Linked DNA regions of Mus musculus: all the other regions are linked to region 7. The links are chromatin contacts, called in public Hi-C, HiChIP or PLAC-seq and promoter capture Hi-C maps. All regions are on one chromosome and are shown on one strand. Each heading gives the region's core, a stretch centred on a gene start, on an enhancer-like site or on the middle of the called end of the contact. The rest is flanking DNA. Distances are from core to core; before and after follow the strand shown.

Region 1 (3,896 bases), core at 218-2,717, 690 kb after region 7:
TGACCCATGGTTTATTTTAAAATACTTTATTAACTCCTGGATACTTCAGGATTTTTCAGATATGGTTCTTTTGAAAGTTTCTAATTTAATTTGGTCATGGGCAAAATGATTTTTTATGTAAGTTTAATCTAAGATTTGTTTAGTCTTATTTTTATGTGTCAGCATATAGTCTGACTTTGTACACATCCCAGAGGCATTTAAAAGGAAGATACATTCAACATTCATTGGGTAAAATGCCTAATAAATATTAATAAGGTAAAGTTTGGTAATAGGACTCAGGACTTCTACAGATTTTTGTCTAATTGTTCTATAAATGTCTACGTCAGACTGACAGGAGTCTCTGGCTGTAGCTTTGAGACTTTCTATTGTCCCTTTCAGACTTATCCTTTTTATTTGTGTATTTCAAAGCTGTATGCCTAGGTGTATACTCACTAAGAACTTTTTATGTCCTCTTAATTCATTGATGCTTTGGGTCATTGCCTAATGACCACTGTCTGTGGTAATTTTCCCTATCCTGAAGCCCCAGTTGTCTGACATTAATAAAGGCAACTGTGTTTTGCGTTAGTGGCTCATGGCATGTCTCCCTCTCTTACTTTTTACCTGTCTTTGTCTCTACACAGACGTGAGATTGTCTGCTGGTTAATCTACTGTTAGATCCCATTTCCATTCAGCTTCTTAAAAGCAATGTGTGTTTATCGGGCATGTCTCTGAATTCATTTTTCTCATTTACATACTGGGGGCCTGAAGCAGATGACCTGTAAGCCTCTTTCTAACAGTCTATGGTCCTCCTACTATGAAGTAGCCCTGTTGTGGCCTCTGCCCATCCTCTTGTCCATACAGCCAGCATCCTCTCCTGTTGTTGTCTGTGCTGTGATTTAAGGACACCTCCAGTTGTTCTCTACAGTCTTGCATCTCAGGGGTAGTGAGCGGACTCTGTGCGGGACGGCCTTCTCATGCTCTCATATAAGCATGATTCAAGCCCATTGTCCTCCTAGGGTACTCCATATTGAAGAAACGGAGGAGGAGGGAGGAGAAGGGGGAAGAGGAGGAGGAGGAGGAGGAGGAGAATAAGGAGGAGGAGGAGGAGAAAAGGAAGAAGAAGGAAGAAGGAGAAGAAGGAGAAGAGAAGAGAAGAAGAAGAAGAGAGAAGAGAGAAGAGAGAAGGAGGAGGAGGAGGAGGAGGAAGAGGAGGAGGAAGAGGAGGAGGAGGAGGAAGAAGAAGAAGAAGAAGAAGAAGAAGAAGAAGAAGAAGAAGAAGAAGAAGAAGAAGAAGAAGAAGAAGAAAGAGACAAAGAGAGGCCCCATTTGCCAGATTCTCCCTTTCCATCAACAATTTGCCCCCACGCATGTTCCATTATCCCTAATTAACTCCAACCTGAAAAATCCTTCATTCCTCTCCCCAAATGCCACAGAGTAGAAGCATTTCCTTTCCTCACTCCATCTGTTCCTGCCTTGGCAACTGCCCACTGGATGCTGCACTAGACAATGCACAGCAGCTCAGGGCCCAGCCCAAGGAGAGGAGGAGTAAAGCCGGAGCCAGCAGAGGTTGCCAAACTGTCCATGTGTCTCTCCTCTTCAGTCTACTCTAGCCTGTGTCGACCCTGTGTTGGCACCCCTGTTCCTTGGGCCTGTGGTCTCTGCCATCTGAAATGGGGTGAGCCATTGCCAGAATCTCCTTAAACTCTGGGCTATTGATAGGACAAATAAGGTCACAGCTAAAGGACAAGAATTGGCTGGATTTAAGGTGGTCGGGGAGCACTGAGATAATTAGCTTTTCTATACTAGCAAGCTGCAGATAGACACTGAAACTTTCTTTTCCCATCTTTCAGGCTGTTAAAAGATACTGTGATCTCCAAGTTCACCCCTAGAGTTTCTTTGTGTCCTGTGAAGAAAAGAAAGCAGAGGGGGGTGCAATTGACTCCGTAGTTGCTATTTCAGTTTCCAGAGGAGCCCAGCTTGTTGATTGAAGAGATTGTTATCGTGTTTGGGGCTCCGTGAAGGTGACCTTCAAATCTTTTGCTAAACCAAAGGCTCCTTTCCTCCCTCCCCCTAAACTGAGTCTGAGAAAAACTTAGAACAGGGAGAGTTGGGGTACTTGAAGAAACCAGGCTCTCTGAGAAAGGCTGAGGAAGCAAAGGAGACAGGTGAGGAGTTTATATGCTGCTCCCCAGAGTAGGGGATAATAGACTCCTAGGATAATGATTGGAGGGGCTGCTTTAATAAGACTCTGTATGTGCACTGGACCACCCCAGGGAGCCAGTGGCTAACTGGCAGAGCTGGCTGGAGCGCTGGATTCATGTGCCTTGCATTGGTGCCTACAGATGTACTCCCTCTGCACTTCGGGACTGAGGAGGGGGACGCAACCTGCAGAACTCTAAAGATGTGGGGTTATTTGTTGGAATAGGGAAGGGAGAAAGTGGGGGTAGATCTGTGTGGACAGTGAATGTTCCAACCATAAGCCCACACACACATACACATGCGCACACACACACACACACACACACACACACACACGCGGGGGGGGGGGGACAGAGACACAGAAACAGAGAAGGAGATTTTTAAAGGGGAGAAGAGAATACACACAGAGGGACATAGACAACCTATGACCCAGACCTTCCTTCCAATAGCTTTTCTGGGGTGGGGTGGGGGTGGAAAGGGGGTGCATGTGTGCAGACACCAAAGGACAGGCTCTAGAATCATTCCTCAGGTACCCCTCGCCCTGATTTTTGCAACAAGGTTCCTCACTGACTTGGAAATTGCCAAGTAGGCTAGGCAAGCCAGCCAGCACACCCCAGGGTGAATCACCATACCCTACTTTCACCCTACTTTTCTAAATCCAGGTTCTCAGACCACAGTCTTACTATGTCTCAAAACTTTCCTGAAGGAAGGGGCCTGGATGCTGTCAGCCCCAGGACAATGAGCTAGACTGCCCTTTGTCTAATCTTCTTCTTGTCACTGTCCCTATGCCCTGAGACTCTCTCTCTTCCCTCTCCAAGTTCCTTGGGTGTCCCTCATAAAATCTCCACAAACACAAACCACAGAAGGCCTGGCTTTCTTGAGAAGTCCACTGCGAGCTAGCTGCCTTTCCTACAAGCTCCACTTTCCTGCAAAGCCATCCTCACAGGGTACCCGAGGAGAGGCTCTGTAAGAGCATCACTTCCTTACCACGAAGCAGTAAGGTACTTTCCTTCGATGCTGACTCTACCTTAAAGCCAGAAGAACCCTATTCCCCAGGATCCTCCATGGGGCCAGAGACCAGATTATAATAGTCAAGGGTTGAGTAAAGGTCACGTCTATAATGCTACCCTCTTATCCACACTCTGGAGACCCGGGTTGGCTTCTGGAAGCTGTGGGGAGGGGTGTGAGCTCAAGTTCATATGCTGATTTTGCTCAGTGGATATCAATGGCCTTCAGCAGTGATGCTTTTGGTAGCTGAGTCCTCTGCCAGCCTCTCAGTCAAATTACTGGTGTTATAGGAATCTGTTTTTAAAACTCCCTCTGCAAGTCAATAGAATGTCAATTTAGTTCTTCTTTTGTTAAGTCTGTATAATGCCTGTCCTTTTCTTTGCCTGTTAAATGAATCTCAGGGTCACCTCCCAGCCCTGCTCTCCTTCACTGTCCTCAGTAAGCCATCTGCCCTTGAGCCTTGGGGCAGTAAACTGCCTTATGTTCCCGGTTCTGTTTCCCCTCCTCCACAGTCCCCATCCTCACGAAAGAAAAGTCACCAAGTAACGGCCAGAGGGTGAAGGTCATAGCATAGCTCAGAAGGTGGAAGGATGGAAGCCTCGGTCATGAAGAGGCATCTGAACTCTTATAACCTCTTCTATGTGTCAAGATTCTTGAATTACAAAGATTGGAAACCAACTCCCTTAAAGGAGACGCTAGAGAACAGGAGC
Region 2 (4,034 bases), core at 801-3,300, 840 kb after region 7:
CAACATTATGGATGACCCATAATTTAATTGGTCTGTGCATTATTGCTGAACACTCATTTTCTCCCTTCATATCTTCCTTTATTTACTTCCTTTTGCATTAAAAAAAAAAAAAAGATTGCAGTGAACGTCTGCACATATAAAACTTTGTGTCTTAGGATCAGAGGGAGGAGTCAGAGACCTTTTCTAGCCTCTCAATACATTCATAGTGGCTTCCAGAAGTCGATGCTTCCTGTTCTCAATTCTATAGCTATCCGTAGTTCCTGGCCTGCTAAAACATAGCTTCTCAAACTGTTTCTTGTGAACACTGCCCCAAATACCTCAGCTCAGATTCCAGACGACTTCCTGCAGTGATTTCACTGTATAGCCAGGTTCCTGCTCTTGGAGAAGTGTAACAGGATCCCAGACCTTAGTAGACCCCTAGACCTTAGCACAAATGACACCATGATCAAAGTACCATTCAAGCTTTGGAACCCAGAACATAGGCAGCAACACCAGCCAAAACAAGCATAGGTCAGTTACAGACAGTTATAAGTTACAATTTGCTGGGAACCAAGCTTGGGTCCTCTACAAGAGCAACAAGTGCTCTTAACTGCTGAGCCATCTCTCTAGCTCCAAAGGAACTGTCTTAAAATATTTTTTAAATTATCTTATTATCAGTAAATGGTTTGCATGCTTATTTTTACATATTTGTATCAAATAGAAATTTAACCCCCAAGCAGACATCCCATCCCTGAGTTTAGAGTGTGTACCACTGGGCGAGGACGCTCTTGGGTCTATTGCTTCAGTCTCCACCTCCCCAAGGAAAGGGAACTTCCAGACCTCTAGCTGTTATGATTGCATACTGTGTTTCCCACACTTGCTGGCTCCCCACACTATCATCTCCCTAGTATGGCAGTCAAGCCCTCCACAGTGCCCTGACTGCTTGGTTTGGCTTTGATTCTCCTGTTTCTCCCGAGCCCCTTGCATCACACCCTCCAAGACACACTGGTGACAGTGCACTCCCACCTCAGGGCCCTTAGTAATGCCTTTGCCAGCTTAAATCCTCTCTGCTGCCCCTGCTGCTCTCACCTTCTGTCTTTGTAGAAACTTCACCCATTATTCAGGGTCCTGTTCATGTGTGAAGCTCACCCTTTTTAGACTTCATCATCAAAATGCCTTTCTTAGCTGGTCACAGAGCGGTGGGACCATACTAGCAACTCTTGGGAGATTGAAGCAGGTGAACGATAGATTTGAGACCATTTGAAAACAGAACTGAATTGTGGTACAGTTCTCTGGTCCTAGCCTGGGTGACAAGTACTTGTATCGACATGTCTCCTCCAGGGAACCTTCTCCACATGATCCCATTTCCCTCCATCCTTCTCTTCCCTTCCATGTCCCTGTCAGGCAGTCAGTGCAACATGACTTGTGTGGAACTCGATTTTCCCAACCTGCTGTGGAAATGGAGGAGAAATGATGTGACCAGAAGCTTGGAGCCATAGCAACCTGAGAGAGCAGAGGAAAAAAATCCTTAGGAGATGGACTTCTCCCCCCTGGGTCAATGTGATTGGCAAAAGGGAGGGATGCTGGAAATGATGCTCTCAAGAGAAGGGAGGAGAGACAGTGCACATGCCAATGGTAAAACAAGAACATGGAAGAAGGGCTGATGCAGCTCAGTTCTCAGCTCCCAAGTATCAGGCACTGTCAGCAGCCTGCCACCATCCTGAGGAATTGTCCTGACCCCAGGTACCCAGAGGCATAGCAACCAGCCAGTTTAAATATCAGTAGGATAAGGCAGGGAGACAAATCCTTCCATGGCGCTGTCTGCTATAGCAGGAAAATGATGGAGATAGAAGAAGAATGGGCCGGGAAAGCTGATCTGAATCTCTATAAATACCCACGAGGCCAGAACTTCCAGGTGATGGAGAATGAGCAACCTCAGCCCTGCTCTCCCTGGGAAGCAGATTACAGAGTGAGAATTAAAAGGGGAGGGATTTGAACGGCTTTTTATAGCCCCTAATATTGCTTCTGACAGCAGCCTATGCAGCCTCCCTGGGCTAAGACGCCAGGAAGATGGATGGATTTGTCTTTCTGTTAAACACCATTACCCTGAGCACTGGGGAGAATGAAGAATGGGTTGTAGACTCACATTCCAGGTTCCATCTCTTTTCTCCTAATTAAGAAAAAAAAAAGCTGCAAAAATATCTTCCATGTGTTCCCCTCCAACCTCAGAGGAAGATGGGTGTTCCACTAAATTACACAGATGACCCCTCCACACCCACCAGCCCCAGGAGCTAAAGTTCAGAATCAGCCCATCTGAACCGGCAAGTCCTCCCTAAGTCAATAACCTACTTCAGGATCCATTAAGTCACTTGAAGAAGCCCGGACATCTTTAAACCCCAACAGCTGTTTCCATTAAGACAAATCCCAAGGGTCTGTTGTTCGCCACAGGGTACAAATGACTGCCTGTTAGTGGGACTCTCTGTTGCTGCTTTTGTGATCTAAACCATCTATAAACGTCACAAGAGAGGAAGAAAAAGAGATAAAATCAGTGGTCCGACTTCCAGCTAAGGACAACCACAACAACAGGTGCAACCACTGTGTGTCAAAATGGCTGTGAAAAATGTACAAATTGTTCACTTCAGGGATTAGAAGAACTGCTACAGATATAGCAGGGTCGTAGAACACAAAGTTACCAGGCAAGAGTTGATTGTGTTTTTCTATACCAGCAAAAAATAATTGGAAAGTGAAAATTTTAAATAGTTTTGTTGCTTGTGGTGCCAGGACTAGAAAAGTTGTAGAAGATGTTGAAAACAGTAGAATACAACCTAAGTGTGTGTGTGTGTGTGTGTGTGTGTGTGTGTGTGTGTGTGTAACACCAGACCTAAGTAGATGGAGTTAGCCTACATTCAGTGTCGGTAAAATAGCTGGTCTTTCTAAACTAATCAGCAGAATCGACCTCAGGGGATTCCACTCAAAATCCCATCAGGTTTTGTCTGTGGGCTGATAAGGTTTGGATCTAAAATGTCAATCAAAGACCTACGCAGGCTAGAGTATTGTGGGGCCTCATTGGAAGAAGTTAGGTCGTTGGAGCTGTGAACTTAGAGGATAGTGAGATGCTGGCATCTTCCATCTTCTCTTCATTTCCAGCCATGAGATGAGTGGCTTGTTTACTGCTGTGATGTGCTGGGTCACCATTGGCCCAAGACAAATAAACTTCCTCCCTTTACAAGTGGGTTTATCTCTGGTACTTGTTGCACTAACAGAAAGTTAGTGTGTTGACAAACTGATTCAAAATTCATAGGTAAAATCCAAAGATCTAAAAAGGCCCCAAAATTTGTGGGGGAAAAGTTATGCTAATTTCAAGACATCCCAGAAAGCTCACAGTATGTACTGACACCGACTTGAATATCTAAATTGTATTTTCATTTGTTTCATTTGTTTGTTTGTTTGCTTGTTTGTTTGTTTGTTTATTCTCGAGGCATAGTCTCACTATGTAGCCCCAGCTGGCCTGGATCTTACTGTGTAGTCCAGGCTGTCCTCAAATTCATGAAGACCCACCTGCCTCTGCCTCCCAAGTGCTAGAATTAGAGATGTAGAGCATCATACCTGGCCTAAAATAGATCAGAGACCTAAAAACGCAACTTAACTATAAAGCTTTGAGAGGAGAAGGTCAGATCTTTGTAATTGGGCATAGGTAGAAACGTTTCAGAACACAAAGAACATGAGCCACAAAAGAAGCAAATCAATAAATTGAACATCATCTCAAATGTGAACAGCTTTTTAAAAGTCATTACTAAAATATATGAAACGGCAAGCAGCAGACTGAGAAAAGATATTTGCAATGTTCATAGGACAGCTCCAAATATGGGGCTATAAATTCATATCAAAAGAGGATTTATTAAGAAGATAAACTATGCATATATGTGTATATATATATCATTGTATGTCATAAACACAATTTTTACTTGTCAATTCTAAAACAATTTAAATGTAAGAAACTCCTTCAGTGCACTAGTGACAGGCAATGCAAGTAACCCTGTGTTCAGAGCACAGCC
Region 3 (4,252 bases), core at 1,471-3,970, 880 kb after region 7:
ACAGAGGCATTTCCTTAACTGAGGCCCCTTCCTCTTTGATGACTCTAACTTATATCAAGTTAACACACAAAACAAGTACATTCTACTAACTTGGAAAATCTAAAAGAAATAGATGAACTTATATACACATATGACCTTCCAAAATTCAAGCAAGATGAGATAAACAATTTAAGCAGATCTGTAGCAAGCAGTGCAATTGATGCAGCGATTAAGAATTTCATAAATTACAAGTGTCTAAGCCAAGATGGATTGTCTGGTAAATTTTGCTAGACCATTAAAGAAGAATTAAGACCAACACTTGTTAAACTATTCCATAAAATAAAAAAATAAAAAAATAAAATAAAAGTGAAGAAGCAACTGTCTTAGTGTTTTACTGTTGTGAACAGACACCATGACCAAAGCAACTCTTATAAGACTAGCATTTAATTGGGCTGCCTTACAGGTTCAGAGGTTCAGTTCATTATCATCAAGACAGGAGCATGGCAGCATCCAGACAAGCATGGTACATGAGGAACTAAGAGTTCTACATCATCATCTAAAGGGCAATAGAAGAAGACTGGCTTCCAGAAAGCTAGGATCAGGGTCTCAAAGCCTATGCCTACAATAACACACTTCCTCCAACAAGGCCACTCTAACAAGGCCATACCTCCTAATAATCCCATTCCCTGCACCAAACATATACAAACATCACAGGAATGTTACTAAACTTTCTTACAAAGTTAGATTTTTTTTGTTTGTTTTGTTTTTGTTTGGTTGGTTTTTTGTTTGTTTTTGTTTTTGTTTTTCGAGACAGGGTTTCTCTGTGTAGCCCTGGCTGTCCTGGAACTCACTTTGTAGACCAGGCTGGCCTCGAACTCAGAAATCTGCCTGCCTCCCAAGTGCTGGGATTAAAGGCATGCACCATCACGCCCAGCTAGTTAGAATTATCCTAATACCAAAACCAGATAAAGATGTAACCAAAAAAAAATTATAAACAAATATCTATGATTCACATAGATATTATGAATCACATAAAAAAATCCTCATTATTCTGATTCAGTGCTTTACTTTCCTTTCCATAAGTTGGAAATTTAGCAGGGTGGGGTCTAGCCCTGGGGTCACAACTCCCTTTATTCCCATTTAATATCAGACTTTTTAAAAAATATGCTTATCTCCTTGAGCACAGGACTTAGCTCTATTGCACTCCCTGGTGCCCCTTTTCTCCTCAAGGTTTACATTTTCTATTTTTTCTTGCTCAGCTTGCTCCTTTTCATTAAAGATCTGCATACAAGTGAGCACTAATAACCACACAACAAAGTCTATACTAGGTTGTTTTAAGATTCTTCTGTCAACAGAATTAAAACTCTCGACTATAGCCTTGGGCAGACTTTTCAGACAAGGCCAAAGCAAAGCTACATTCTTCACCAAAATCTCACAATCTCTGAAACCTCTTCAGCCAGGCCCCCACAGCTCAAATCACCCTCATCAGAACTGTATTCCATGCTCTTACTAGTATGGCCTATTTAACTGTGTGTAAAGTAATCCGCTACTTTCCTAACCCCAAATCCCAAAGTCTACATTCCTCCAAATAAAAACCCAGTCAGGTCTGTCACAACAATATCCCACTCCTGGTACCAACTTCTGTCTTAGTTAGGGTTTCTATTGCTATGAAAAAAAAAAAACACTCACAACAACGCTTGTAAAGAAAAACATTTAATTTGGCTGGCTTACAGTTTCAGAGGCTTAGTCCATCATTATCATCATGGTGGGAAACATGCTAGCATGCAGGTAGATACATGCTGGTACTGGAGAAGGAGCTAAGAGTTCTACATCTTGATCCTCAGGAAGCTGGGAAAGAACTGACTTGAGCGCCTGAGTTCTCAAAGTCTGCCCCCACAGTGACACACTTCCTCCAGCAAGGCCATATCCACTTCAACAAGGCCACACCTCCTAATAATGTCACCCCTCTCCCCCGAGGGCCAAGCATTCAAATGCAGGAGTCTATGGAGGCCTTTCCTATTCAAACTACCACAATCCCCAAATTATGAGTCAAAATAAAATCCCTCTTCCTCTCCAGTCACTTTTGGAGGGTGTTTTGTCATAATGGGGAAAGTATCTAATACAGTATTAATACTAAATGAGGTCACACATGATTTTACTGCATCTCTTCTAATGTGGCGTCAGGAAAGTCTCTGCTCATGGGTTTTCAGAGGGGTGGGTATGGAAAGGGTATCAGTAATGAAAGCTTGGTCCTCTCTTCCATCACAACCTGAATCACTGCCAATGCATCTGATGGCCAAGGGACATGTTCTTTGGTTCAGACAGACTCACCAAGGGCAAAGCCATGTCTGTACAGATCCATCATAGCAGATCGTGGTTGGACCCTTTACAGATGCTGAGTGAAGACCATGTGCCAGAGCCCACGAGGCAGAACTTGGCAGTCCAGCTTGGCAAACAGTGTAAACACCACAGCTGTAGACTGGCTTCCTACCCATCTGCACTATGGAAAGAGTCTGGCCACCACTAGCCCTTCAACAACAGCCCTCATGAAGTCAACCGGCACAGGAACCAGCTTAGCAGCTACCTTGGAAAACAAAGATCTATTGAGCATCTGATATTTTATCCACATTCTCCTAGAGTATGCAGAACAGTCCTGGTGACAGGAAATCTCTCTAAAGAGACCTACCTTCAAGTGTCTGTTCAGGAAATTCAACAAAGGAGGCTTGGGACTGAAACTTGATTTAGCCATTAACATGCAACGATCTCCCTGGCCTCTGTATCTGAATCTGAAAGGGGCTAGGGGAGGTGCCACCTTCCAGCGCAGTCAGTGACAATAAATGAAATCATGCATTCTCTGTCATCAGAGCTCCCAGAAGTAAGTATAATATGCATGGCAGGTGGTGTTATTAATGACATCCTCAGGTGTTTTCTAAAGTTTGTAATTAGCATGTAAGGGTAATGGTGAAGTGTCAGCTCCCCAAGACTTCCCCAAGCAGAGCATCCCAGCTTGAAAGGAATGGCCTGCTGCTCTAGTCTTTATCTGAATTTTCGCCACTTCCTGATGGCAGACGATACAGCTAAGAGAGTTAGTTCCAAGAATATTAATTGACTTCTCCTTATTTGGAGTGATACTCATCCTTCTCCTCTCCCCGCCTCCCTCTTTAGTTGAGTTGATTCAGGCAACACTCCCTAAAAGCTGTGGGCCCAGCAGCCCCAGCAGTAGCAGGTGACTGCAGCCCCAGCAGCCTAAGAAAAGGCAGCCGCAGTGAACAGCGTGTCGGAAGCATTCCTTCTCCATCCCAGGAAGTAGGAGATCCTGTTCTAAGCACTAGCAAGAGGAGCCTGACTCCTCCAGAATCCCAGATCTTCTCCAGGAGCCTGGCACCAGGTACAGGAGTTACCATGAGCACATACACCAAATATGGCTGCTTCCAACTGGCATAGAGAGCTTTTGGGCAATGCTGAGGAAGGAAGGGAACCACAGCCAGCTTCTGGCTATAGCTGAGAGCAGCCATGACAGGAGTGGGGGTTCTCGAAGCCATAAGGCAGCACCATGAAATTGGACACAATCTCTCAAAGGAAACTCATCTGTCCTTGAGATTCCAAAAGGAAGAATCTTTTCCTGGAGGTCACAAAGGGATGGAAAGGAGAGTACAATCTTTCCAGAGAATTCAAATTCTGTATCAGAACTATGAAAGAAGATAGCACAGGCCAGGCAGTGGTAGTACATGCCTGTAAAGGTCACAAAGGGATGGAAAGGAGAGTACAATCTTTCCAGAGAATTCAAATTCTGTATCAGAACTATGAAAGAAGATAGCACAGGCCAGGCAGTGGTAGTACATGCCTGTAAAGGTCACAAAGGGATGGAAAGGAGAGTACAATCTTTCCAGAGAATTCAAATTCTGTATCAGAACTATGAAAGAAGATAGCACAGGCCAGGCAGTGGTAGTACATGCCTGTAATTCCAGCACTTGGAAGGCAGAGGCAGGCAGATTTCTGAGTTTGAAGCCAGCCTGGTCTACAGAGTGAGTTCCAGGAAAGCCAGGACTACACAGAGAAACCCTGTCAAAAGAAAGAGAGAGAGAGAGAAGAGGGGAGGGGAGGGAAGGGAAGGGAAGAGAAGAGAAGAGAAGAGAAGAGAAGAGAAGAGAAGAGAAGAGAAGAGAAGAGAAGAGAAGAGAAGAGAAGAGAAGAGAAGAGAAGAGAAGAGAAGAGAAGAGAAGAGAAGAAAAAGATAGCATGGGCTGGCGAGATGACTCAGCAGGTAAGAACA
Region 4 (4,016 bases), core at 263-2,762, 990 kb after region 7:
TGTACCTGTCTTGCACCTGATACAAACGTTGAGAACGAGAGAAAAAAACTGCTCAGGAGGTTTAGGAAAGGAACCTTAATGAGTGAGCAGCTCTACTTTTTATCCTCGCCAACCAGTTCTGTCTTGACCAGAAGCCAAAAATACCCTCAGCCTTATCAGTAGGTGTGTCCTTGCCAGAGATCAGAAATACCAAAATCTTTAAAGGCACTGGCTTGTGTCCTGGTGCCTAGCATTTATCATTCTTCTTTTATAATCCTTCCCTGGGACCCTCCAATCAACCAGAGCTCTGCTCACTCACTTTCTCTAAAGCTCTCTGCTATAATAAAGCTCCACTCCAAAACCCGTCCCTCCATCGCCCAGATGATACTGGGATCATCCTTGCCAACCTCTCCCGCAAAGATGACCCATGAGCTGCGGTTCATACCTCTTTTTCTCACCTTCCACAGGAAAAGATGACCCCCACCCCCACCCCCACCCCCAAGACCTAGTTTTCTGCAGAGAAAGGAGGAGAAAGGACAGAGGACAAGTCGACCCAGTAGAGACACAGCGAGGACCTCCTCAGACATTTGTCTGGACTTAGAGGAAGCCCGGAGAGTCCCAAGTGTCACATAGCCTCAAGATATCTTTTTGTTTTTGTGACAGAGTCTCATGTAACTCAAAGTAGTCTTGAACCCTATGTAGCCAAGGATGGAACTGGACTCTGATCCTCCTGCCTTCACTGTTGGAAAAATCCCACCCTTAAGCCCACTTTCAATACCAAGTGACAGCAGGCCATGTCATCATCGGCCACCAAAATGCCAACCGTTTTCTCTGTCACCACCAGTCTCCCTATGTGCACTGCCTCCTTTTCCAGCTCCTTTCCCCTTCTGGGCTATCTCAGAGGCTGCCTCTGCAAGCCTCACTCCCCCAGGAAACCTCCCATGTGAGATCTGTTACAACGTGTGACTTTGTGGTGTCCACTGCTTAAATAATAATATCTACCTCCTGGGATTGCAGGCATGCACTACTGCAGCTGGTACTGTGTAGTGCTTGAGGTTGAACTCCTGGCCTCATGCGTGTCTATCTCCTGAGATGTCTTAAACAGAGGAATCTGTGGGTCCTTGCCTGTCTTCGTTCCTCATGATACAATGAAAGCCTATTTTCTCTTGTTCAGCTTCCACTCTGCCTGCCACAGGTGACTTCTCATGGGGAGGGAGTGTCACTATCCAGTGCAAATGTCCCTGTCTAAGAAAGACCAGGAGAGCCACGTACAAGGCCCATCACCCTTCCAGTACACAGAAGTATTTCTTTACCTGGCAGCAAGAGCATGGGTTACATAGGGAGATGCCTAATTTTTTTCCCGGCTCTGATGCAAGCTTTAATGGAGCAGGCAGCAAGCCAGACCCAGCCTGGAGAAGAAAGCTGCTATTCCCATCCATGAGAGCTGTGGAGTGGAGCCAGAGGGGTGGGAGAGATGCCGTCTGAAGGAGGCACTTTGGAAATTCCTTACATTTTTTGCCCTTTGTCTCTGGGCATTGAGATGGAGAGAGGCACCTTTGACTCTATTCCAGTTTCCCATCTCTTCTCTGCATTCAAAAGGCAGATCCTACTGAGTGCCAAAGAATCCCCTGGCTCCTTTTTTTATCTCAGTGGTGACACAGTGGAGGGGCCGGCTGGGAAGCAGGCCTTCTTCTGGTCTGTGTTCCTGAATTTCCCTTGTGTGGCTGCTAGGGCCTGGCTCACATACTCAGTGACGCAGATGTGGTGCCTTCTTCCAAAATGGGTGGTCCACTCTTCACCCTGGTGGTGGGGAGCTCAGAGGTACCTGAGTGAAGGGTGGGTACTGGATACTGGTATATGAGGACTGGTCGGTGAACCCCATAGCTAATTCCATGAGGAGGTTGTCCAGATGCTGGGGATGGAATTCTGTGATAGAGCATGTGTTCTTCCTGTATGTGGTCGGTTCTGGGTTCAACACCTGTCACCCAGGGAAAGGGTACAGAAAGGAGCTAGGATCCCTTTTCCCAGGAGTGTCTATAGACTTCAAGGCTTTTAACAGAGCTGTGAACAGGGGTGGCTCTATTACTGGTATAAGGCACAGGTCCTTTTGCCACTATGAACAGTTCACCAATCCCCCACCACCAGCCACTTTGCACCCCAGCCAGCTGACTTCCAAGCCAGCAACGGGGCATCCATAACTCATCCCGGCACCCCAGGCTCTCAGCTGGGAAGAATCATAGAAGTTACCAAGACAACCCTCCATCTCAGAAAAGGAGACATGCTCAGTGAGTATGTGACCCCCTCCCCCAGGAGGTCCTCAGAGCCATGCCATGTCCTGCCTCTTTCACCCCTCCTCCACCCTGATCTGAAGAGCTGGGATTTTTTTTTTCATTATTTTACTACACTTGGGCCATCTTGTATCCTTTTGTCACCAAATTATGACATCTTTATCTTCCCAAAGTGGTAGACTGTGTCACAGACAATGGGACAAGATTTATGTCTCAGCACTCTCACTCAAAAGGTAAAACGTCACTGTCCTTTGAAGGGCAGTGACTTTGAGTGAGTTTGCCACGCCAGCAATTGTTCATTTCAGGACCAGGGGGAGGTGGGGGGGAAGCATCACATCCCCGCTGAGCTCCAGTTCCCACCTCTGAATGGAGAGAGTTGGCTTGAAGACCTTCATGCCTCTTCACAGCTGACATCCCAGGGTAAGGGTTTGAGTTACACATCCCACTGCAGGGGACAGCTCCCCCAACCCCTCCCTTCCTGCTTTGCCCTGGCTCAGGGTTCCCTGTGGCTAGCATCCAGCTCCTAGCTGTTTATGGTTCAACCCTATTGGGCAGCTATAAAATGAAAACCACAGAGAGGTGACAGCTAGTCTTCAGTACAGTATCCCTTAACCAGACTGGTCACAGTTTTTCTGGGGAATTCGGGACTCTCTTTCATGAGTTCTTCAGTCTCATTCATATATGGGCTCAGAAGCAGCTCAGGGGCCAGTTTATAATTGTTAGAGAGACAAACAATAGGGTAGACGGGCTATAAATCTCAGCAGATGCTGGGATAGATAAGAAGAAAAAAGTGAGATGCCTTTTGAGTTTTGAAATACCAGACAGAGGTAGGGGTGGTCGTTAAGCCTTTGATCCCAGAATCAGGAGGCAGAGGTAACGGTTCTCTGTGAATTTCAGGCCAGTATGTCCTACATAGTAAGTTCCAGGCCAGCCCAGGCTGCATAGGAGACCCTGCCTTAAAGCAAACAAACAAACAAGCTGGGCCTGGCAGCCCTGCCTGTGGTCCCAGAGCTCAGGAGGCAGAGGAAAGTGAATTTGAGGCCTGCCTATTTTGCATAATGAGTTCCAAGACAGCCAGGACTACAGAGTGAGACTTTGCCTCAAAAAATCAAAAGGAGGGAGAGAGAGAATAAATAACCAAAAGAAAGTGAATTTCAAAAAAGAAGGAAACCAGATCTAGTCATGAAGATCAGCAATATGTGTGTGTGTGTGTGTGTGTGTGTGTGTGTGTGTGTGTGTGTGTGTGTGTGTGTATGAATGAAGTGGGAGACGTCAGAGAAAAAAACTTAAAAACCTCCGGGGATCAGAACAAGTGTGTTTAGGATTTTGGCTGGTATACAAAGAAGGAATGAGCAGTCGAACATGGTGGCTGCTGTCTTAATGCCAGCACTGAGAGGGCAAAGGCAGGTGGACCTCTGAGTTTGAGGCCAGCCTGGTCTACAGAAAACTCTGTCCAAAAAAAGAAAGAAAGAAAAAAGAAAATGAGAGAGAGACAGAGAGACAGAGAGAGGAAGAACAAGAAGGAAAAGAAAGAAGAAAAAATCAGGCAGGCTTAGCAATGAAGTTCTGTAAGCGACCTCATTGAAAGAGGGCTTCTGAGACAGAAAAGTACGTTCTCTCTCTCCTGCAGGGATAATTATTCCTCCCATTGCCTTAACAAACCCCCAGGTAAACCAGCTTTCCTGAGGGGTGGTCTCCTGCCAGGTCCCCGACAGACTCAATTGCATTACCTTTGTGGGTAGGCAACCA
Region 5 (4,334 bases), core at 1,045-3,544, 950 kb after region 7:
GAGTCCTAAAGCATACCTACCCAGAAACTGAAACCCCAGAACCACTTAGGTTCAAGGGCAAACAGGACAGAGGTGTCTGCTTCTTCAAGCAGCCAGGAGGCTGCTCTCCTGAGGGCCGCATGAATTTACTAGCTACTCACCTAGCAGCTGGTGGAATGGATCACCCATGTGTCTTCCCTCAGACCCTGGGCTGTCAGGGTTACTCCAAGCAGACCCGGGATTGTTCCATCCTGGGCCTTGGAAATCAGAATGCGCATGGATGGGCTGAGCCCAGCCAAAGCACAAAGCACACTGACAACAAGCAGTCTTTGTAACGACAACCCTGAGGAGTTCAGAGGTGCAGCATGCCTGTGTAGCCATAACGCTGATAATTTACACTTGGTCTCAATATGGTTGGAGATAGCAGACGCAGGGAATGGAAGACTGGATCAGTGTTTTTTCAAGTGCACCCAATACTACTGTTGTACACCTTAGCAGGAAGCCAAGCTCAGGCCTCCAGTGTGAACTATTGATTGAGACTTCATCCATGCTAATGTGCTAACTGACTGCAGCATATAAAAATTACACTCCTAAACAGCTTTTAAAAAGTGGGGGACTGGAAGGATGGCTCAGTGTGGTTAATGCATGCTGCTCTTGCAGAAGATAGAGTTTAGTTCCCAGCGCCCATGTTGTGTGATTCACAACTGCATATAAGTCCAGCTACGGAGGATCTGATGCCCTCTTCTGTCCTCTGAAGTCACACACACACACACACACACACAGAGTACATCCTTTACAAAGGAACAAAATGGGGCTGAAGAGATGGCTCGGTCTTACACGCGTTCACGACTGGCCAGGAAGAACACAGCAAACCGGAATCTTCTGCGGCAAAACTTTATTGCTTACATCTTCAGGAGCAAGAGTGCAAGAGAGCAAGAGCTCTATTGCTTACATCTTTAGGAGCCAGAGTGCAAGAGAGCAAGAGTGCAAGAGAGAGAATGGCGAAACCCCGTCCCTTTTAAGGAGAATTATCCTCCGCCTAGGACGTGTCACTCCCTGATTGGCTGCAGCCCATCGGCCGAGTTGTCGTCACGGGGAAGGCAGAGCACATGGGGTGGAGAACTACCCTTGGCACATGCGCAGATTATTTGTTTACCACTTAGAACACAGGATGTCAGCGCCATCTTGTAATGGCGAATGTGAGGGCGGCTCCCACAGCTCGGTAGTCAGGAACAATTACTACTCTTACAGAGGACCTAGGTTCAGATTCTAGCACTCATACATGGCTCACGGCTATTTTTCTTTTCTATTTGTTTTTTATTGTATTTATTTAGTGTATGAGTGTTCTGCTGCACATACACCTGCAGGCCAGAAGAGGACATCAGATACCACTGTAGATGGTTGTGAGCCACCATGCAATTGCTGGGAATTGAACACTGGACCTCTGGAAGAGCAACCACTGCTCTTAACAGCAGACCCATTTCACCAGCCCCTCACAACTAGTTTTAACTCCATCTCCAGGGGACCCAGTGCCCTTTGCTCTCTACAGATACCAGGCCCACACATGTCATATATGCATACATGCAGACAAAAAAAGCTCATATACATAAAAAAATTAATTTAATTTTTAAAAAAGTTGGAGGCTGGCAAGATAGTTAAGTGGGTAAATGTGCTTGCCACCAATCCTGATGACCTGAGTTTGGTCCCCAGGATCTACCCACATAGCAGGAGAACCAACCTCCCCCACATTATCCTCTGACCTCCACACAGTTGTTTGATCCCACTCCAGAGTCTAAACTGATTGGGTTAGGGTTCAGTCTAGGCTGGGGACCCCAAAGCCTTCACTGCACAGGCAAGAGGACCTCACTGTGAGAAGTTTTGAATACCCTTCAATTTCTTCCTTCCCAAAGACCCTTGAGTTTCTTGCTTGCAGAGTTTATTTCCCCAGCTTTAAATTTTTTATTACATTTATTTATGTGGGGGAGGAAAACAGGGTTGTGTGGAGGTCAAAGGACAACTGGCAAGAGTCGGCTCTCCACCATGTTGAGTCCCAGCGATTGAAGTCAGACCATGGGGCTTGGCGCCAAGTGCCTTTACCCACTGAACCACCCTGCTGGGCCCACTTTCCCAGGCACCACCTCAGTTCTGGGAAGAGCAGGCTGCCATCCAAGTACAGCATGACATCTACGTGCGGTTACAGCTCTGCAGCACACGGCTCTGCTTCGAAACAAAGGGAGAGGACGTTGGGAAGCAACCTTCCCTACCCCCAGCCAGGCACAGACTCAGCCAGGCAGAGGGGTTGGGGGCGGGGCTGCAGTGCAGCTGGGTGGTGGCGATCCCTACCGCCCCAGTCCTCATTTCCTGATCAGCTCAGAAAGCATTTCCATGTTGGCCCAAAGTTTCTGTTTCCTGTCCCCTCCCACACTATTTTTAGGCCCAGCAGGCATTTCCTGTGTTGGCCTGTCCCACCCACCTCGGGTCTGTCCTGGCTTCTCCTATCAGGATGCCTGCAGGGTGGGCCTGACACACGTGATTCCCCTCGTAGGGACCCTGGTGTCCCTGGAAACAGGTTGGTACCCAGCAGGTGGCCCGCAGCTGCCAACTCCCACTTGGTGCCACCCACCCAACGCAAGACTTGCTGTTTCAGAGTCGGCCCTTCCCTTAGGCCTGAGACTCTCCTATCTCTGTGTAGCCATCAAGATACACAGGTGCTGCAGGGACTCCCCAAGAATGGGCAGTGGCACTTCAGGCCTGAAGGTTGGCTTTTATCCTCTGATATCCTAGTCTTGTTGCCATAGTATGGGGAGAACCTGTCAACCTGTGGGTCGTGTCCCTTTTGACAACTATCCCTGAAAATATTTACCTTATTATTCATGACAGTTATGAAGTAGCAATGAAAAATAATTTAATCGTTTCGGGGGAGGGGATCATCACAACATGAAGAGCTGTATTAAAGGATGGCAGCATTAGGAAAGTTGAGAATCACTGAGAGTTCAGGGACTTCCCAGCCTAGACCTAGTCCTTTTACCCTGAGTTGCTCCCCATGCAGCTTCGAGTTTTTAAATACCTCCTGTGCCTAGAATAACAAGGCTCTGTTTACCCAGGCTGAGGTAGACAGGAGAGGACCTTAAAGCTCAGAAACAAGGAGGCTTGAGATTCATCCATCCATCCATCCATCCATCCATCCATCCCAGCCCATCTGACTGCGTGAAAGGATCCACACCACAGATCTCAGTTCTGGGTTCTTCATGACTGCCCTCCTAAAGAGTCTGTATAGACAGCTGACTTTCTTGCTTTCTCCCTCCTCAGGAAAGTATCACACCACAGATACGCTGCATCCATGCCCACTGCATAGATATAAATGTAAAAAGAATAAGATGTTTCCACATCTTCAAGAACTAATTGCAGGGACTGGAGAGAGAGATGACTCAGTGGTTAAGAGCATTGGCTGCTTTTCCGGAGGACTTGGGTTCAATTCCTAGCACCCACATGGCAATTCATAACAATCTGTAAGTCCAGTCCCAGGGGATACAATGCCCTTTTCTGGCCTTCATGGGTACTGCTTGCATGTCTGGCATGGACATGCATGCAGGCAAAACACTCATACACATTTAAAAAATTGTTTTTTTATGTTACACATTAAAAAAATAGTTTTAAAGAACCTTTTGCAGGAGGCAGGGGCAGAAGTAGGTAGATCTCTGTGAACTTGAGGTCAGATTGGTCTAGATAGCAAGTTCCAGGCTATACAGGGCTACACAGAGAGAATCTTTAAAAAAAAAAAATTAGGCTGAGGGTGGTATCATAGACAAGCAATCCATGCAATCCTAGCACTTAGAGACTGAGGAGCAAGGACCAGCTTCAAGGCCAGCCTGGCTTCATAGTGATACCATATAAATAGGCAAACAAATCTCACCCTTTTGTGATCCTTTACTCTAGCTAAGGAAGAGTGGAGACCACAGTATTTGAAGTCAGACCACAGCGTTTTCTCTGGTTCTTGCTCTCACTGTGTAGCCAAGCTGTCTCAAGCCTCCCAACTGCTGGATAATGGGCCTGAGCCGCTGCAGGAAGCCCAGCCTCTTCTCTTTGCATCAGATTCAGGTGGAAAGAAGCCACTTCCCAGAGCAGTGTCTCCAGAACTCTCAAAGGGAGGTTGCCACCAGTACTCTGCAGCCAGCTCCTGTTGGATTCAGTACCACCCACCTGGAACATCAGATTGCCCAAACACCTACAGAGCTATTCTTACACCAAGTCCTAACCAACTCAAAGTGGCTATCAAATGAACATCTCCTCTATCCCTTCTCTGTTTTTCTTTCTCTCTTAATGACATCTGAAACCAGTGGCTATGAGTCACTAGT
Region 6 (3,754 bases), core at 1,085-3,584, 750 kb after region 7:
ACTTCTTAAAAAGAAGATTTCAACATAGGTCAAAAGAGAGAAAGATGCTTTAAAATTAAGAGAAACACAGATTACGAGACAGAAAGTGCTCTGGGAAAAAAGATAAGACCCAGCCAAGGTGGTTGTGGGCTTCTCAAAGGGCAGTGCTTTTGTGCCTTTACAACACCCAAAGGTGTGACTCTGTGGGTTCTGAGGTTGTATCTTCAGAGGGTTGCTAAGGGGAGTTACAGTTGTAAAAGCTGACATTGTGACCATTCAATGGTATAGTTAAAGGGGAAGTGTTTATTGTAGGCATGAGAGAGAGAACAGCCAGAGGAAGAGTCCAGAGTCCTGAGCATGGTCGGCAGACTGGATCCAGTTAAGAGAACAGCAGGAGGTGGCACATAGAGGGGGAGGGAGCTAAACAGGGGGGTAGGAAGGAGATAGGAAAAGGAGACAAAAAGAGTGAGCAAAGCTTAAATAGCAGGGTTATAAGGGTGATGAGTGGCTGCAGGGAGCAAAGCTAGTGAGCTGGAGAGAGAAGGGAGGAGGTGGGAAACCCTGCCCTGCCAAATGGACCTTGAAATGTGTAACAGGTACTTGTGATACTGAGGGAGCCTGGGGGCCAGCATGCACCCTGGGGTGCTAATAGGCACCAAGGATAGTCATTTGTTTGTCCCTCTGCCTCTTGGATTCTGGGGAAATGGAGTTTCCTTTGGACATGACAATAATGTTCCTAGTTCCCTGGGTCACAGCTGAGTTCCTTGTCTCCTGATCATGGAGAATGATGAGCAAGCAATCTGTGTGTGATAGAGAAACAGAGTGACAGCAGCTCCCTGAGTGACAGCAGTCCCCTGAGTGACAGCAGCCCCTTGAGTGACAACAGCTCCCTGAGTGACAACAGCCCCCTGAGTGACAGCAGTCCCCTGAGTGACAACAGCCCCCTGAGTGACAGCAGTCCCCTGAGTGACAACAGCCCCCTGAGTGACAGCAGCCCCCTGAGTGACAGCAGCTCCCTGAGTGACAACAGCTCCCTGAGTGACAGCAGTTTCCTGAGTGACAACAGCTCCCTGAGTGACAGCAGCTCCCAGAGTGACAGCAGCTTCCTGAGTGAGTGACAACAGCCCCCTGAGTGACAGCAGCTCCCAGAATGACTACAGCTCCCTGAGTGACAGCAGCTCCCTGAGTGAGTGACAATAGCCCCCTGAGTAACAGCAGCTCCCTGAGTGACAACAGCTCCCAGAATGACAGCAGCTCCCTGAGTGACAACAGCTCCCTGAGTGACAGCAGCTCTCTGAGTGAGTGACAACAGCTTCCTGAGTGAGTGACAACAGCTCCCTGAGTGAGTGACAACAGCCCCCTGAGTGACAGCAGCTCCCTGAGTGACTACAGCTCCCTGACTGTCAACTGTTCCCTGAGTGACAGGAGCTCCCTGAGTGACAGAAGCTCCCTGAGTGACAACAGTTCCCTGACTGTCAACTGTTCCCTGAGTGACAGCAGCTGTCACTGACTGACTGTCAACTGTTCCCTGCAGCAGGGGAGGGGTCTGGAAAATGGGTTATCAAGTAGAGTTTTACAGGGGAGTTTTTATATCCTGGGAAATTAGTGGATTGGATCCAGCTGAGATATAAATGAGTCATTGAACTGAGATAATTTGAATATATAGAGAGAATTCTGACTGGTCAGTGGGCAGGTGAACAGAAATGCAGATTCAGGAAAGCTCATTGCAGTGGAGGACAAAATAAACAAACAAAAACAAAACAAACAATACTCCCCAAAGCCCCCAGGAGGTTGGAGTGGGGTAGGGTGCAATGGGGACCAGGAAATAAGACTTTGACTGGTTTGGACTTTTGGGGTTTTAATTCTTCAGCTCATTGTGAACCTCTTGGTGTTGACTGACTGCTAGTGCCACCAGGATAAATGACACTTTTGATTTCCTTGGGTCTGTAACCTTGGCTAACTGTCTACACCGTGGGACTGCCTTGTTCCGGTTTTCTAGCAGTAGGGAGGCCCCTGAGGAGCCTTGAGGAGGCTGATGGCTGATAAGGAACAGTCCCACAAGATGCTTTCACTGTCATCAAAAGGCAAGGTCTTGTTTGTGACTGACTTTCTAGGACAACATCTAAGAAGGGGCTAAGAGCCTTGAGCATGCTCTATGACTAATTTAATACACTTATTTGGAAAGCCCCCTCTGCAAAGACAATATTGTCTCCATGTCCTCAATCTTTGGAGCAAGTGTGGTTGATTAGATTTGAATTTTGATCGACGGCTGGCAAGAAGCTGTATCCAGATGCTCAAGTGAATGGTTCCTCGCCCGTCCCCTTAATTTCCCTGTTTTTCTACCCCACCTTATTCCCAAGAAGAATTGGCAGGGAGAGAGAAAGCTAACACACAGGATCTGCTGGAAATTCACTCAGAGCCCTGGGGCCCTCTTCCATTTTGACAATGGCTGAGGTGTCTGATCTTAGCTCCTAGAAAATTAAAATGTCCTTTATATTTATAACAGGGACAATAATCTGCCTTAGGTTTTGAAACCCAAGCAGAATACAGTCAATTCAGCTCGCTTGTCAGATGCTAATCTGACCCTCTGATAATAAAGAAAGCAGAAGGGGGGAGGAGAGAAAGCCCAAAAGCCAGGGCTGTGTCGTCTGAGGATTTACTGGGGGTGGGGGAGGGGGCTTTGAATTAGAATTAAATATTAGGCGGTAGGGAAATGCAGAAGAATGGTCTGTAAGTGATACAGGAATGGGAGTAAAGAACCAGAGGTGGGGGTGACAGCTGGGTGGACTCAGGCAGAAAAGAATCAGAGGAAACAGAATAATAAGGCTGCTGAGTACATTATTAACCTGGAGTCAGCTTATGACTTCCTCTCCTGAATTAATACGGAAGAGGGAGGGAGGGAGGGAGGGAGGGAGGGAGGGAGGGAGGGAGGGAGGGAGGGAGGGAGGGAGGGAGGGAGAGAGGGAGAGGGACGAGGTGGGCGGGGCTGCTGAGGCAGGATAAAGGATGATGGGTTTCTTGGGCATCTTTTTATTTGTGTCTGTTTGGGCTCTGCTGGATGAGGGGAGGAACTGGTGCAGCATTAAGAGTTAACAAGGTGAGGGACGATGGGATAGCTAAGATAGCTAAGAGTGTCTGCCACAGAAACGTGAGAAACTTAGTTTCCCCAGCTCCCAGAAAACTCCACTGGATGGAAGCAGGTAGGTCCTTGGAGCTCACTGACCAGCCAATCTAGCCAAACTGTTGAGTTCCGGGCTCAGTGAGTTCCTATCCCAAAAATAAGGAGCTGGAAAGAACGCTCTGCATGAAGAGTTCTTTTTGTTCTCAGAGAAGACCCAGGTTTGGTTCCCACCGGCATCCATAATTACAGTTTCGGGGGATCTGACACTCTCTCTTGACCTCCAAGGGCATCAGGCATGCATGTGGTGTGTGTGTGTGTGTGTGTGTGTGTGTGTGTGTGTGTGTATTGACAGTGGATGTCTCCCTTGGTCTCATCCACCCCACTTAGTGAGGCAGAGCCTCTGGCACTAGACCTGAATTAACCCTTTCAGCTAGTCTGGTGATCCAGCTTTCTCTGGAGAGTTCATGTACCTGGATGTTTGGGCATGCTGGGTTTACATGCCACCTGGCTTTTGCATGGGCTCTGGGGATCCGAACTCTGGTCTTCAAACTTGCACAACAAGTATATTACTTGCTGAGGCATCTCCCAGTCCAGAGCTTTTCATCTTTACCTTAAGAACTGGACAGATCAAGAGGTTGCTCTGTTTCCAAAAAT
Region 7 (3,977 bases), core at 600-3,099:
GCCTGGTGGGTTTTCTGTGGGGCTTTTAGGCTGTCACTTCTGGGGTGAGCCTGTTATGAAGGTGTCATGTGCCAATTTCAGGAGACTCTTCTGAGTGAGTTTAGGCCCTGGTGAGGCAAGCCTTACTAAGACCTGTGGGGACAGCTTCCTTTGATTTTGCATGAGTGTCTCTGAGGCGTCATGTCAGACAGACACTTGGCCCCGGGGCTCCCTTAGTTCTGGAAGGAGGATGTCAAAGCAGCAGCAACATGGAGTTATTGTTCTGTGTTTCTCTGGGCTTGTGAAACTAACTTGATATTGTGTGCTTATCTTGGGTCTGGGATCCAGCGTTTCAGAGAAGAGAGGAGCCAGATCAATGTATTACAGGGAGCTAATAAGATAACCCTTGCTGTCTTCTGGGCCATGCGATGCTCAGCAGACAACCAGAGCCTAACAGGGCTCCATGCTGTCTCCTGGAACACCCTGTAACTAGAGAAATGTCTGGCTGGCTGGCTTCTTCATGCTTACACTTGATTCATTGTGTCCTTCTGGTGGGAGCACTTTCAACAAGGTCCTGGGTGGTAAGTCCAACCCGACCCAAGTGTGCTACCTGCCCGGAAGCTTGTCCAACTTGTCACCTCGAAAGTCTACCGAGGGTATAACTTTGATGTTTGTGAAAACATTACCCCTATAAGAAGGGGAAGGAATTTATACCACTGTCAACCTTTTCCTAGTAAGCAGATTCTGAGAGGTTTTGGTGGGAGGGACAGTTATGCGCAGGAAGTGACTGAGGTTGAAGAAAGTGTCATGGGAGAGTGGGTCAGGAACCCCAAACCATAAGCTCCTGGAGAGGTCTTTCTTTGATGAATGGCTAGTCTTACTGAACTTGGCTGACAGAGCCATTTCCTTGAACTTAGCATGCAGAGTTGGGTAGACAAATAGGTGGGCATCCTTTTGAAAATTGTTTTATTTTTATTTATTTATTTTGGTCGTTGGGCTCATTAACTGGAGGGGGTCTTTGTAGAGATATTCTAGATAGTGCAGCCTCACCTATTTCCCTGCCTGCCAGATGCTCTCTCAATTTAAGCAACCTCTGGATTTCTTCCTTTGGGCTTCTGAAACTATTCTGATGTTGGCAATGTCTGGGTTATGTTTAGGACATGGCCCAGGACCTAGGGCTTCAGAGACAGTGAAGCAAGGTCAGCCTCTGGACAGATCAGGTTACCTAACAAGCTCTGTGGCATTGGCCATTCATTTCTGTCCTAGGACTAGAAGAAACCTTGGGTTTGGGCATCCTCTAGTGCTCTGTGTAGGATTACCTTGGTTGGTGGGGCTGGACAGGGATTCTAGGTTAGGAATGGATGTATGTTTGGCTGGTGTCTGTTAGGAACACCCAGAAGTGCCTCTGACCGCCTGCACCACATGCCTGCTTGGGAGTATGCCCCGATCCAAGTGCACTTGGTGGCACCATATATGCACCACTCTGCCCTGTGTCTCCACCGCCAGGGTGACTCGAGGAAGCCAAGAAGACCCAGGGGGTGTCTGCAAACGTCCACACTGGGGAAGAGCAGGCGGGCCAGTGGCGGCAGCGTGCGGGGAAGCGCCCCCTGCCCCCTCTGCCGGCCGCTCTACCTTGGTCTAGATGTCAGTCGCGAGCTCCGAGCCAGCTAGCGAGCCAGAGAGGGAGCGGCGGCGGCGGCGGCAGCGGCGGCGGCGGCGGCGGGCCGCGGGCGGCGGGGAGGGGAGGAGGCGAGGAGAGGGAGGGAGGAAGGGAAGCAGGGAGGGCGGGAGGGAGGAGAGGAGGACCCAGAGAGCGCCAGGCAGCTGGAGTTTTTGCAGCGCTTGGCCGGGCTTCAATGCACAGCAGCAGCGAGCCGCGGCGGCAGCAGGCAGCCCGGGAGCTCCGGCGGCGGCCGAGCCAGCGGCGGCCCCGCTCCCTGCCCCCTGCAAACTTTGCGAGCAGCCCGCCCGGGGGGCCGGGGACGCGCCTGGGAGGCTCGGCTTGGACTACGGCCGCGCTCTTGGCCGCCGCAGCGCTAGCCGCCGCCGTCGCTGCTACCACCGCAGCTCCGCGCCTCCCCGGGGAGCTGCCGGCGGCTTCCGAGGCCCCCCAGCCCCGGCCCCTGGGCACTGCCCGGCTAGTCCCCGGCCAGGGTTGGGGGCGACAGCGGCGCAGCCAGCCCCGGGCTGCCAGGGGGTGGCCGTCACTGCCCAGGGAGGCGCGCAGAGGATCGGAGAGCGCTCCCCGGCGGGTCCCCAACGTACTCGCCGCCGCGCCCGGGCAGCGGCCCGACCCGGCTAGCATGGGCGGCGCGGAGTGACGCCGCCGTGCCCGCTTGGCATCAAGGACATTCAGCCCGCGGGGGTGGGGACGAAGGGGGGCAGCCCCGCGTCGCCGCCGCAGCCCCTGAGAGCCACCGCTGTCGCTGCTTGGGCTCCGGGGCTGGATGGAAGCTAGGGGTGCTTGGAATTGATCTTCATTTCCTGACCTTTTTGTTGGACATTACGCCCACCTTGGACGCTGCAAGAGGAGCTGTCAAGCCCGGCAGGCTCTGATTTGGCCCCCTCCGTTTTTCTCTGCTGCTCGTGGCTTCCCCGTGCCTCGGTGGAGTATTTGCGTTCGGGGCTGGGGCTGGAGGAGGCAGCCACACGCGCGCACACGCACACGTTCAGAGGAGGGCGAGAGGCAGCGGTACAGGCACCATCTGCAGTGTCAATGCGGCGCTGGGGCTGAAGGAGGGAAACGCCGCGCTTCCAGGTAAGGAGCCGCCGGCCGGGCACAGGGCCAGCTGGGCAGAGCGGGCGGAGGTGGCGAGTCCGGTCCCGGAGTCCTCGCCTGCTCTGAGGCAGCCCACTACACACACACACGCACACACACACACACACACACACACACACACACACACACGCAAAACACAAATCGCGTGCGCGCACACACACATACTCACACACAGGCACACACTGCGCTCACGCACCTGCCCACGTCCCACCTGGACACCCGCGTAGGTGCATCGCAGCCGGAGCAGGGATTTCCCGTGTTCTTCTCCTCTCCGGACCTAGACTTCTCTTCCCCAGGACTTTCAGGGTGGGATTCAGTAAATGACTGACTCTCCTATCCAGCCTGGTAGGATGAGGGAACGATTTTGCTGTTTCTAGCTCCTTTCATTTCCTAACTGGTTTTTATAAGACAGGAGAAGTCATGGGAGGTCTTATGAGACCCGCCCAGTGCAATTGTGCCCCTTAGCTTTTTGGACACCCGGAGATTTTTTGCTTTTAAATAGGAGAAAGGCAGAGAGATATTTAAAGGGCAGAGAACTGGAGATCTTGGTGATCCGGTGCCTGGGAGGAGGCCACATAGGCAACTGGGGCTGCAGTTCTGTAGGGCGGCGCATATGGAACAGACTCTGCGATTCCCCAGTAAAGGCAGCACACACGCCTTTCCGAAGCGTGGCACTGCTTCCCCGGAATGCGCCGGGATTTCAGTCAGGGAGGGGCTTTAACATCAAAGCTAGAGGAGTGTTCCTTGTCTAGGGAGGATGCTGCGGTCCTTTAAGGAGGATCAGACCTTATTCATGTTGCCAGTCACCGGTAGACAACAAGGAGACAGGGCTTAAGGGACACATGTTTGCGGCCAACCCCTCACTTCCTTATCCTTCTGTGTGTATGTGAGGCAACTCCCCCCTGCGCCTTTAGTTAACACCTGTCACATGTCTTTTGGGGTGTGTGTCTGAGAAGTAGGAGGGAGAGTAGAGATGGATTTAGACTAATGGAGAAAGGACTGTGAAGACGATATCCACTTTATAAGGTATTTGGTCTATTAGTGTATTCTAGGTACCTTAGGCTACTAGTGTAACCCAGAGTCTAGATCCTCTGAATGCAGGACTGCCCTCCAGAAACCAATGGTTCAAGTTGTACTTCCCCAGAGTTCCCTGCCTCCACCGCCCCAGTTTCAGAGCCTGCTCATTTTGAAAGTTCCTAGAATGGATGGGAGTGTGTGT

The links. Promoter capture Hi-C pulls out the DNA fragments that hold promoters and counts their contacts. Hi-C and Micro-C count contacts between places; a contact is called where the count stands out from the background. HiChIP or PLAC-seq counts read pairs in DNA pulled down with a chosen protein or histone mark.
Region 1: a contact with region 7 is called in a promoter capture Hi-C map of hippocampal neurons, with 20 times the contacts expected there. The contact joins the enhancer-like site here to the promoter of Plxna4 in region 7. A contact is called at or near these places in 11 of 39 promoter capture datasets (the 3T3-L1 cell line, the C10 cell line, embryonic stem cells and 3 more), 1 of 484 Hi-C or Micro-C datasets (cerebral cortex) and 12 of 115 datasets of contacts at active chromatin or transcription factors (embryonic basal ganglia, embryonic forebrain, embryonic hindbrain and 5 more).
Region 2: a contact with region 7 is called in a Hi-C map of the N1E-115 cell line, with 6 times the contacts expected there. The contact joins the enhancer-like site here to the promoter of Plxna4 in region 7. A contact is called at or near these places in 8 of 39 promoter capture datasets (the 3T3-L1 cell line, the HPC-7 cell line, embryonic stem cells and 3 more), 1 of 484 Hi-C or Micro-C datasets (the N1E-115 cell line), 3 of 115 datasets of contacts at active chromatin or transcription factors (embryonic stem cells, forebrain and stem cell-derived neural progenitor cells) and 1 of 9 other capture datasets (embryonic stem cells).
Region 3: a promoter capture Hi-C map of embryonic stem cells shows a contact between it and region 7, with 9 times the contacts expected there. The contact joins the enhancer-like site here to the promoter of Plxna4 in region 7. A contact is called at or near these places in 8 of 39 promoter capture datasets (the 3T3-L1 cell line, embryonic stem cells, hippocampal neurons and 3 more), 13 of 115 datasets of contacts at active chromatin or transcription factors (SST interneurons, cardiomyocytes, embryonic basal ganglia and 8 more) and 1 of 9 other capture datasets (embryonic stem cells).
Region 4: a promoter capture Hi-C map of hippocampal neurons shows a contact between it and region 7, with 5 times the contacts expected there. The contact joins the enhancer-like site here to the promoter of Plxna4 in region 7. A contact is called at or near these places in 5 of 39 promoter capture datasets (the 3T3-L1 cell line, 3T3-L1-derived adipocytes, embryonic stem cells and 1 more), 1 of 115 datasets of contacts at active chromatin or transcription factors (embryonic stem cells) and 1 of 9 other capture datasets (embryonic stem cells).
Region 5: a contact with region 7 is called in an H3K27ac HiChIP or PLAC-seq map of embryonic stem cells, with 9 times the contacts expected there. The contact joins the enhancer-like site here to the promoter of Plxna4 in region 7. A contact is called at or near these places in 10 of 39 promoter capture datasets (the 3T3-L1 cell line, cranial neural crest, embryonic stem cells and 4 more), 22 of 484 Hi-C or Micro-C datasets (the AML12 cell line, CD8 T cells, the HL-1 cell line and 11 more), 11 of 115 datasets of contacts at active chromatin or transcription factors (craniofacial prominence, embryonic basal ganglia, embryonic forebrain and 7 more) and 1 of 9 other capture datasets (adipose tissue).
Region 6: a contact with region 7 is called in a Hi-C map of embryonic stem cells, with 2.3 times the contacts expected there. The contact joins the enhancer-like site here to the promoter of Plxna4 in region 7. A contact is called at or near these places in 14 of 39 promoter capture datasets (the 3T3-L1 cell line, the C10 cell line, the HPC-7 cell line and 7 more), 2 of 15 datasets of contacts at CTCF or cohesin (embryonic stem cells and pro-B cells), 14 of 484 Hi-C or Micro-C datasets (the HL-1 cell line, embryonic stem cells, nephron progenitors and 1 more), 11 of 115 datasets of contacts at active chromatin or transcription factors (embryonic forebrain, embryonic hindbrain, embryonic limb bud and 5 more) and 2 of 9 other capture datasets (embryonic stem cells and liver).

What each region holds. Positions count from the first base shown.
Region 1 is chr6:31,896,857-31,900,752 of GRCm38.p6, reverse strand. No RefSeq gene overlaps it. Among named protein-coding and RNA genes, the nearest start is that of Gm31894, 120 kb to the left of the region's middle. Within about 2 kb of position 1,467, at least 10 of the 459 cell types and tissues checked have an H3K27ac peak or open chromatin away from gene starts, as enhancers often do. A contact at or near this core is called in hippocampal neurons, where this site is marked.
Region 2 is chr6:31,746,942-31,750,975 of GRCm38.p6, reverse strand. No RefSeq gene overlaps it. Among named protein-coding and RNA genes, the nearest start is that of Gm13847, 83 kb to the right of the region's middle. Within about 2 kb of position 2,050, at least 8 of the 459 cell types and tissues checked have an H3K27ac peak or open chromatin away from gene starts, as enhancers often do. A contact at or near this core is called in the N1E-115 cell line, where this site is marked.
Region 3 is chr6:31,705,924-31,710,175 of GRCm38.p6, reverse strand. All of the region lies in intron 1 of Gm13846 (a long non-coding RNA gene), which reads right to left. Among named protein-coding and RNA genes, the nearest start is that of Gm13847, 42 kb to the right of the region's middle. Within about 2 kb of position 2,720, at least 3 of the 459 cell types and tissues checked have an H3K27ac peak or open chromatin away from gene starts, as enhancers often do. A contact at or near this core is called in embryonic stem cells, where this site is marked.
Region 4 is chr6:31,598,782-31,602,797 of GRCm38.p6, reverse strand. No RefSeq gene overlaps it. Among named protein-coding and RNA genes, the nearest start is that of Gm31486, 4.4 kb to the left of the region's middle. Within about 2 kb of position 1,512, at least 35 of the 459 cell types and tissues checked have an H3K27ac peak or open chromatin away from gene starts, as enhancers often do. A contact at or near this core is called in hippocampal neurons, where this site is marked.
Region 5 is chr6:31,640,726-31,645,059 of GRCm38.p6, reverse strand. No RefSeq gene overlaps it. Among named protein-coding and RNA genes, the nearest start is that of Gm13846, 8.1 kb to the left of the region's middle. Within about 2 kb of position 2,294, at least 79 of the 459 cell types and tissues checked have an H3K27ac peak or open chromatin away from gene starts, as enhancers often do. A contact at or near this core is called in CD8 T cells, adipose tissue, embryonic stem cells and 2 more, where this site is marked.
Region 6 is chr6:31,833,636-31,837,389 of GRCm38.p6, reverse strand. No RefSeq gene overlaps it. Among named protein-coding and RNA genes, the nearest start is that of Gm13847, 170 kb to the right of the region's middle. Within about 2 kb of position 2,334, at least 4 of the 459 cell types and tissues checked have an H3K27ac peak or open chromatin away from gene starts, as enhancers often do.
Region 7 is chr6:32,586,064-32,590,040 of GRCm38.p6, reverse strand. It overlaps Plxna4 (plexin A4), which reads left to right and starts at 1,849. Exons shown (of 32, transcript NM_175750.3): 1 at 1,849-2,737.